Regions from separate parts of the Gossypium hirsutum genome. Here region 2 is linked to region 1. A link is a contact called in public Hi-C data. All regions are on one chromosome and are shown on one strand. The core of a region is the stretch at or near the end of the contact, and the rest is flanking DNA. Distances in the headings are between cores, read along the strand shown. Region 1 holds the start of LOC107887225 (ATPase GET3A). Region 2 holds the start of LOC107887221 (flap endonuclease GEN-like 1).

The links. Hi-C and Micro-C count contacts between places; a contact is called where the count stands out from the background.
Region 2: a Hi-C map of leaf shows a contact between it and region 1, with 4 times the contacts expected there. The contact joins the promoter of LOC107887221 here to the promoter of LOC107887225 in region 1. A contact is called at or near these places in 18 of 34 Hi-C or Micro-C datasets (callus, fibers, hypocotyl and 3 more).

What each region holds. Positions count from the first base shown.
Region 1 is chrA08:103,633,319-103,636,938 of Gossypium_hirsutum_v2.1, reverse strand. It overlaps LOC107887225 (ATPase GET3A), which reads left to right and starts at 1,657. Exons shown (of 7, transcript XM_016811401.2): 1 at 1,657-2,120; 2 at 2,447-2,571; 3 at 3,136-3,286; 4 at 3,547-3,620. The coding sequence starts at 1,860.
Region 2 is chrA08:103,774,240-103,778,229 of Gossypium_hirsutum_v2.1, reverse strand. LOC107887221 (flap endonuclease GEN-like 1) reads right to left here and starts at 2,533. Exons shown (of 8, transcript XM_016811396.2): 1 at 2,232-2,533; 2 at 1,972-2,148; 3 at 1,719-1,889; 4 at 1,427-1,608; 5 at 1,077-1,323; 6 at 746-881; 7 at 62-525. The coding sequence starts at 2,426.

The DNA.
Region 1 (3,620 bases), core at 408-2,907:
ATTATAAGAGCTTCTTATTAATCAAATGAACTTTAGTTTAGTTCAGGGTGTAGCTAGGGGCTGTAAAGGTGCATCCGTCATAATTTCTCTACAACATGTCTGAGATGTAAAAACAGTGAGGAGACTCATATCCATGCTCTGAAAGAGTGCCTGAAGGTTCGTGAAACCCTTATTATCGGAGGCTTAAACAATAGGCTTCTTGACAGAAACTATGTTCGCTGCATTGACTGGTTGAAGATATCTTGCGTGAGCTTGACTCTAAGGCTGCTACTGGCTTCTTCACGCTCCTATGGAACTGCTGGAACAACAGAAACAAGATGGTTTTCCAGGGCAAAAACGATCCAGCTATGGTGGTGTGGGAAAGGGCACAGACCCATAGTAATGATTTTAGAATTTTTAATTTGAATGAACCCCCTGTGATTCCCCCTACTCGGTGTGTAAAGGTTGGATGAAACCCCCTAAAGATTTTATTAAAATCAATGTGGATGCAGCAGTGTTAAATGGGTGTATCTGCTATGGGGCTATTGCGAGAGAGGCTGATGGGTTTGTGCTTGCTGGCTGCTATGGCTTCGCAAATAAGGCCATCGATGCTGTTTGGGCAAAGCTAGAGGCGTTGACTTTGGGCTTGAAGTTGGCCTCAAATTTAAAATTGTCCAAGCCTATTATGGAGTCTGACAACGCTACTCTCATTAATACAATCAAAAACCGTGATAAGGATGTCACTATTTTCGGCTGCTGCATGAAACAGGAATGCAGGGGTATTAGAAATTTTGAAGCGATCCATTTTAATTGGATTGATAGAAACAGTAATGAAGTTGCGGATTTGCTGTGTAAAATTGCTATTAATAACAGATGTGATTTGATGTTTAATTTGGATTATCTTTTGGAAATCCACTATGTTATTATTCGAGATGCAATAAAATAAGGTTGACCTTCAGGTAGTTTTTTTTGTCAAAAAAAATTATTATTTAAGTTTTTTAAAATTTTAAATTAATAAAAGTAAAATTGTACTTTGGCCTCTCTTACAAATGATAAAAATTTGATTTAATCATTTTAAAATTATAAATATATAAGCTATTAAAATGGTGAAATTATATTTTTATTATTATAAAAATTATAATTTAGTTCTGGCCTCCTCTGAAAAAAAAAATTCTGGCTTCGCTCTTGATTTAGTTGCGATTGATATTATTATAGCAATAAAGAAGATTTGTATTTAAACATGTTTAAGTAGATTTGGTTAGGCATTTTATAGAAAAAGAATTTTTTGTATAAAACATTTTAAAAATGATATATATTATTAACATAGATTTATAATGAATTTCAATAAATAAAATGTCTAATTATACTTCCATTTCCTATACTCTTTGGATTTTTTAAATTTATAATCTCTACTTTTGAATTTACTCCTTTTACTTATTTGATTTGATTGTTAATTATTTTCTAAAATTTAATTATATATTATCAATTGAAATTTAATTTTTAAATTGAAACTTTGAGTATTAAAATATTACACATTTGTGTAAGTTATTAATAATGTTACCGGTTGAATTTCAATTATTAAAGTAAAGAGACTAAATTTTAAAGGTCCTAAGAGTATAGGGACTATAGGTTAATTAACCTAAATAAAATAAATCTCTATTCAATTAGATTTTTCATACGCCGCTTGGACACAAATCGAGTCCTACGACGAACTTTAGACGGGTTGGATTTGTGCTTTGTTTTGAAAACACGAAACCAAGAAAAGAAAAGAAAAGAAAAGCCTCCGACAAATATAAACTTCGATTTTCTTCCTAGACTTTCTGGGTGCTTCAAATTCTTTTCCGAGAAAAGAAGAAGAACCGAAGTGTGTTAGAAAAAAAATGGCAGAGAATCACGAATTACCAGAGGCAACTATCCAGAACATACTGGACCAAGATAGCTTGAAATGGGTTTTCGTTGGTGGCAAAGGAGGTGTTGGTAAAACCACTTGTAGCTCGATTCTTTCCATCCTTCTGGCTCGGGTCCGATCCTCTGTCTTGATTATATCCACCGATCCTGCTCATAATCTCAGCGATGCTTTCCAACAACGATTCACTAAGACTCCCACTTTGGTCAATGGCTTCAACAATTTATATGCCATGGTACCCTTCTTATTTAATTTTGCTTTCTGGGTATTCGTGGATTTGCTTTCCTTTTTTCTTTTTCTGAGATTTACTCTTTTTTTTTTGTAAATTCGGGGTTTTGAGATTTGTCCTGTTTTGAGTTTGATTGCAAATACCTAGTCCGTAAATTCTCCAATTTTAACTTCTTTCACTTGAAACAAAGTATGATTTTTCATTGTAACCTGGTAATCGATTCACCCTGCTTAATGCTTAGCTTCTGTGTTGGTAAAACTTCATAATATGATTTTGCCGATTTTTGTCACTATTTTGTCCCTTAATTGTTTACTATTAATGATGCATAATAGGAAGTGGATCCTACTGTGGAAAACGAAGATGTGAATGGACCTGAAGGAATGGATAGTTTATTTTCTGACTTGGCAAATGCAATTCCAGGAATTGATGAGGCAATGAGCTTTGCTGAGATGCTTAAGTAAGACATCTTCTCCTTCTGTTTGATGCTTTGATTGTGTGATAAATCATTGAGATGCATTAGCTGTTTATTGCTTCTTTTGGGTTTTTTTTTTTATATTGATATTTTTTTCAAACAAGGTAATGGTTGCTATGGATGTTTTATTAAAGGCTTTCAACTTTCTCTCTCAGTGTGTTCTTAATTAGCCAGTCTCAGAAAAGGGCATTCACTACTACATTTCTTGTTTAGGAAATATTACTGATCAGCAGTGCTGATTGAACCCATTCTCTAGGTTTTAGCTTTGAAAGTTTTAATTCTTTTATTCAAGTGTGACCTAAATAAATAGAGTGGTCAAATCGAGGACTTTGCTTGTTTCGTACTGTTTTTATCCTCATTTCCACCGGTTGATGATAGTAGGATTTATTTGAAAATTACCCCTTCTTTCCCCAAATATTTTAGATTAATTATGATGGCTTCTTTCTTTTTAAACTTTTTTTTTTTGCATGCCCTTTTTTGCCTTCTGCTGGTGTTTTTTTCATCCGCCTTTTGATCTTTTGTTGTCTGAATGTAATCCTTTTCCTGCAGATTGGTACAAACAATGGATTATTCTTGCATCGTATTCGACACTGCACCAACTGGACATACTCTTCGGCTTTTACAGTTTCCTTCTACATTAGAGAAGGGGCTCGCAAAAATGATGTCATTAAAAAGCAAATTTGGTGGCATATTGAGTCAGGTATAATAAAATTTTATATTATCCTTTAGCAGCATTTCAAAAAAAAAAAAAAAAAAACTACTAATCTTTCTTGAATATCTTATTTCTAGTGATCAGTTCGTTCAATACTTTCTTCCGAGTTCGTCTTCTATATCATTGTAAAGTTTGTATGGCATTGGGATATCACATTCACTCTTTTTGTAGCTCACTTGTCAACGCACAACTGTTACCAATCGCTACTATAGGTTGTAGCTCATAAAGTCTGAAACTCATTATGGCAGATGACCCGTCTTTTCGGGATGGATGATGAATTCGGGGAGGATGCAATTTTGGGGAGGCTTGAAGGAATGAAAGA
Region 2 (3,990 bases), core at 1,284-3,783, 140 kb before region 1:
TATTCAATATACAATTTTCAAATAATAATTTCAGGGTCTTTCAAGGGGGAAAAAGCCATACCTTTTCTTGTCTAAATTTGAGAGCTTCTTCTGGAAAAGCAGAAAGAACTAACTCTGGATTTTCATCGGTTAAAATCCAGCATCCATCAACATGAATCTGGGGCTCAATTGACTCATCCAACAGGCCAATGGGCTCATCATCAACTTCTGTGAATTCTTCTTCAAGCATGTTGGACTGTTCAACAGGGACTGCACAACTAAGTTCGTTAGATATGGCTTTCTTCCACTTGACCTCGTAATATTGATGCCCATATCTTATCTTCACACGTTGAATAGAATGAAACTCATACTGCCCAACTAACAAAGTCTTATTTGGATTTCTCGCCAACTCTCTCAAATACAGGGTGGACAGCATTGGAAGCATCCGCTGCCGAATATAAGACGGCTGCCATGACTGATGATAAGCTAAGAAATCAACTAGCAAGTCAGTTTTTGGATCTCCCCATTCCAGCAAAGGGCCTTTTTCTGCAATAGGAGGATGTAAATATCTTAATATAACATCAAGATCAACCCAAAAATATATCTGTTAAAACAGCGAATTAGACCTTGAAATAATATCAAATGAAAAGAATAACAAACTCATGCATACAAGAATAACTAGTCCTTGACACCCCAACTCAACAACTTGGAGGCTGGCAGAAGTCAAGGCCAAGCAAATAGATACAAGAGAGTATGTAGGACAAACCAGTAAACTCTCCGTGATTGTTGCACATGTACATTTCAATGATCTCATCATTTGGGAATTTTGTTTCCTTGGAAATCAAGTTGCAAACATTAATCCACCAATTCTCATGTTTCTTCTTGTCCTTGTCTTTTCTAACCTGATATTCAGACACCATGAACTACTCAGCAATGAAACTAGGAACACAGTCTGAATTAAGAACATCAGAAGTCCCAGCTTTTAAAGTCATATCAGGTGATACGAGATGATGAAAGAGCAAAACAACAGATCAATAGGCAGTGAGGTAGTAACAATGGTAACAAAAGAGAAAATCAAGACAAATAAGAATATAAACCTTATCACAGGATGAGCAGTTGCACTTAAACCCTTGAGACTTTTTCAAGCAACCTTCATTGCTATCAGTAATACAATATTCACAACAAGACTTAAAATGAGCCTTTTTGCTGCCAGGGTGCCCACAGAAAGAGCAATGAGACTGCTTTGCCTTTGGTGAGCTCTCATCTGAACAAGGTGTAGCATCAGCAGCACATCTAATTTCACCCTGAAATAGTGGTACATGCCCTTTGCCTATTTCATATAATCTGCAAAAACATCATGTCTGGACAGTTATGGAATGATATCACTAAATACCCTCTAGAACTACAGGAAGCAAATAATTTGACAAGTTTACATGTAAAAGCATACTTATCAAATATCTCATCTTCACTAAACCCTCGTACCAAACGAAGTGCTTTATCAAGCCCAATCCCTTGCACGCCATTTAGGTCATGGTCATTTCCAACCAAAAGAGAGACGGCTATCAAGTGTTTCCTCTTCAGTCCAAGACCAGCTTCAATATCCGACATATTGTAGCATTCAAACGGTTCCTGCATATCAAATAACATCCCCATGCTTCAAAAAATCTCGAAAAGGGAAGTAACTAACAAATTGGGCACATTAAAAGAATGACTAACTGGTGAAGTAGGAACAAACTAACTTTTGAATTAGGCCTAAGACTTTTAATAACACAAGTAGCCCCAAAGAGGAATGCATCACTGTCAGCAGTAATACAAGCATCAACATGACCATCTCTATTTAACCGAGCACACAATGCTTCAGCCTCACCATTAGCTTTCAACACTGGCATTCCCAATAGTTCAAGCAGCTCCTACAACAAAAAGCACCCATCCTCAATTAACATAAATTACTAACAAATTTGTAAATAAAAGGGAGGGAAAAAATGAACTCACAACACAGTCATTAACACATTTTTTAAATGTCGAGTTCCTCTCCTTGGAAACACCCTCTTCGGCCACATTCGAAGTTGAAGCATCAATGCCGGAGAAACGGAAAAACCGAACCATCCTTGCTTGAGATTTCAACGGCGACGGAGTTCCGTCCAAAACAAACACCGGAAAGACTCCAAACTGTTAACAATTTAAACCAAAAAGAAAAAATCAACACTCTAAATATCTCACTCGCGTAACTAAGAAAAAGAAATCGAATGTACCTTAGAGAAAAGGTTAACAGTATGGAAGAAAGTAAGCCTGAGATGAGGGTTCAAAGCTTGATTTTTTAAGGCAGTCTCGTGCTGAACGATCCAAAAGGAGAGATCAATGGCGACCTTTTTGTCTCTCAAGAAATCGAATCCTTCGAATCGAGCGTAGGATTTTAGAAGTTCCCAGAATTTGCCTCCCACCCCCATTCCAAACACCAAAAAGTTTCAATTTTAAGCAACCGATATATTCAAAAGAAAAATACAAGAAAATTAAAAGAAAACGAAGCGAAGAGAAATGGAATTCGGCATTTAGCATTTGGAAGATCTTTGGCGGGGGGCCGTAAAACGAAGCCCAAATTAGACGGTACCATAAGCAGGGCTTGGCCCAATATGTGGGAGTCGGGTCAGCATTGGATGCTGTATCGAAAAGAGGGGAGGGGGGCGGCGGGGTCCACGCATCGGTGGAACTAAGATATCGCACGTTGAAGTGTGTAAATAACAGATATTTAGATGGCGACATGTCTGATATTATGAATCTGCAAACAATCTTGTTTCTTTTCCTTTTTTTTTTTAATTTCACATACATTGTAACTCACTATCATGTTTTGTCTTAATTTAACTTTTATAGTAATCGGATAAAATTATGACATGAATTATTAAATCCAAAAAAAAAACATGTAAATTTAAATATATACCATGTAATACCAGCAAAATAATGCTTAAATTTTTAGGGTTTTTATTTGATATATTTTGATTTATAAATTTATATGTGGATAATATTGATAAAAATCTCTAAAAATAGATACATAATTCAATTTAAATTTATATGGATGTATTCACAATATTTTATATTTTAAATGGAAAAGTTAATATTTTTAACTTAGTTAACGTACATGTGGATTGTCATGTGCATGACACATCAATATTTAATTAATTTTTAAAATTTTAAAAATTCAAACAAAATTTTAAAAATTAAAAACATTAAAATTATTTAAGAAGTATTAAAATTATATAAAATATATTTTTTAGTATTTTTTAATTTTAAAAAATTAACTAAATGTTCACATGTCATCGACTTGACAATCCACGTATATGTCACGTTAACAAAGTTATAAACATTAATTTTTTATTCATTTTGAGATAATTTAAAAAATAACAAATTAAAGAATTAAAAAAGACAAAAAATTAAATAAATAACTAAAATAATTTTTTTTATAAAATTGAAGGGCCAAATAAATCATTATACCTTAATTCTGTTTAATAATGGTCTTACTTTACCATAATGTATAATCTTTTAAGTTTTTTTTTAAGCTTTTAAGTATCTATTTTTTTAACATCAGCATCACGTAATTCATTCTAAGTGTATAAATTTATACACTAACAATCTATTAAATATAAATTCTACTATTGTAAATTACTATTGATAAAAAGTTAAATTATGTAAAAAGTTATTCCACTCTTTGTACTTTAAAGATAGTCTCTCTATTTTTTAAATTTAAAAATGTAAATCTAATTGTTAACACCGTTAAATTTTTTATTAGATTTAAGCTTATTACATTGTCATTTTATTTGTTATATGACTATCAAGTTAGTGTTTTTTTAATAAATTTAACATTATTAACAATTGGACTTAAATTATAAAATTTGAAAGGACAAAATACACTAGTAGTCACCCAACTATTAGTAATTTTTTGTCACTCAACTATGAAAAGTTACAAAAATGGTCACACAACTATTAATAAATTTCATTTTTGGTCACCCAACTATGAAA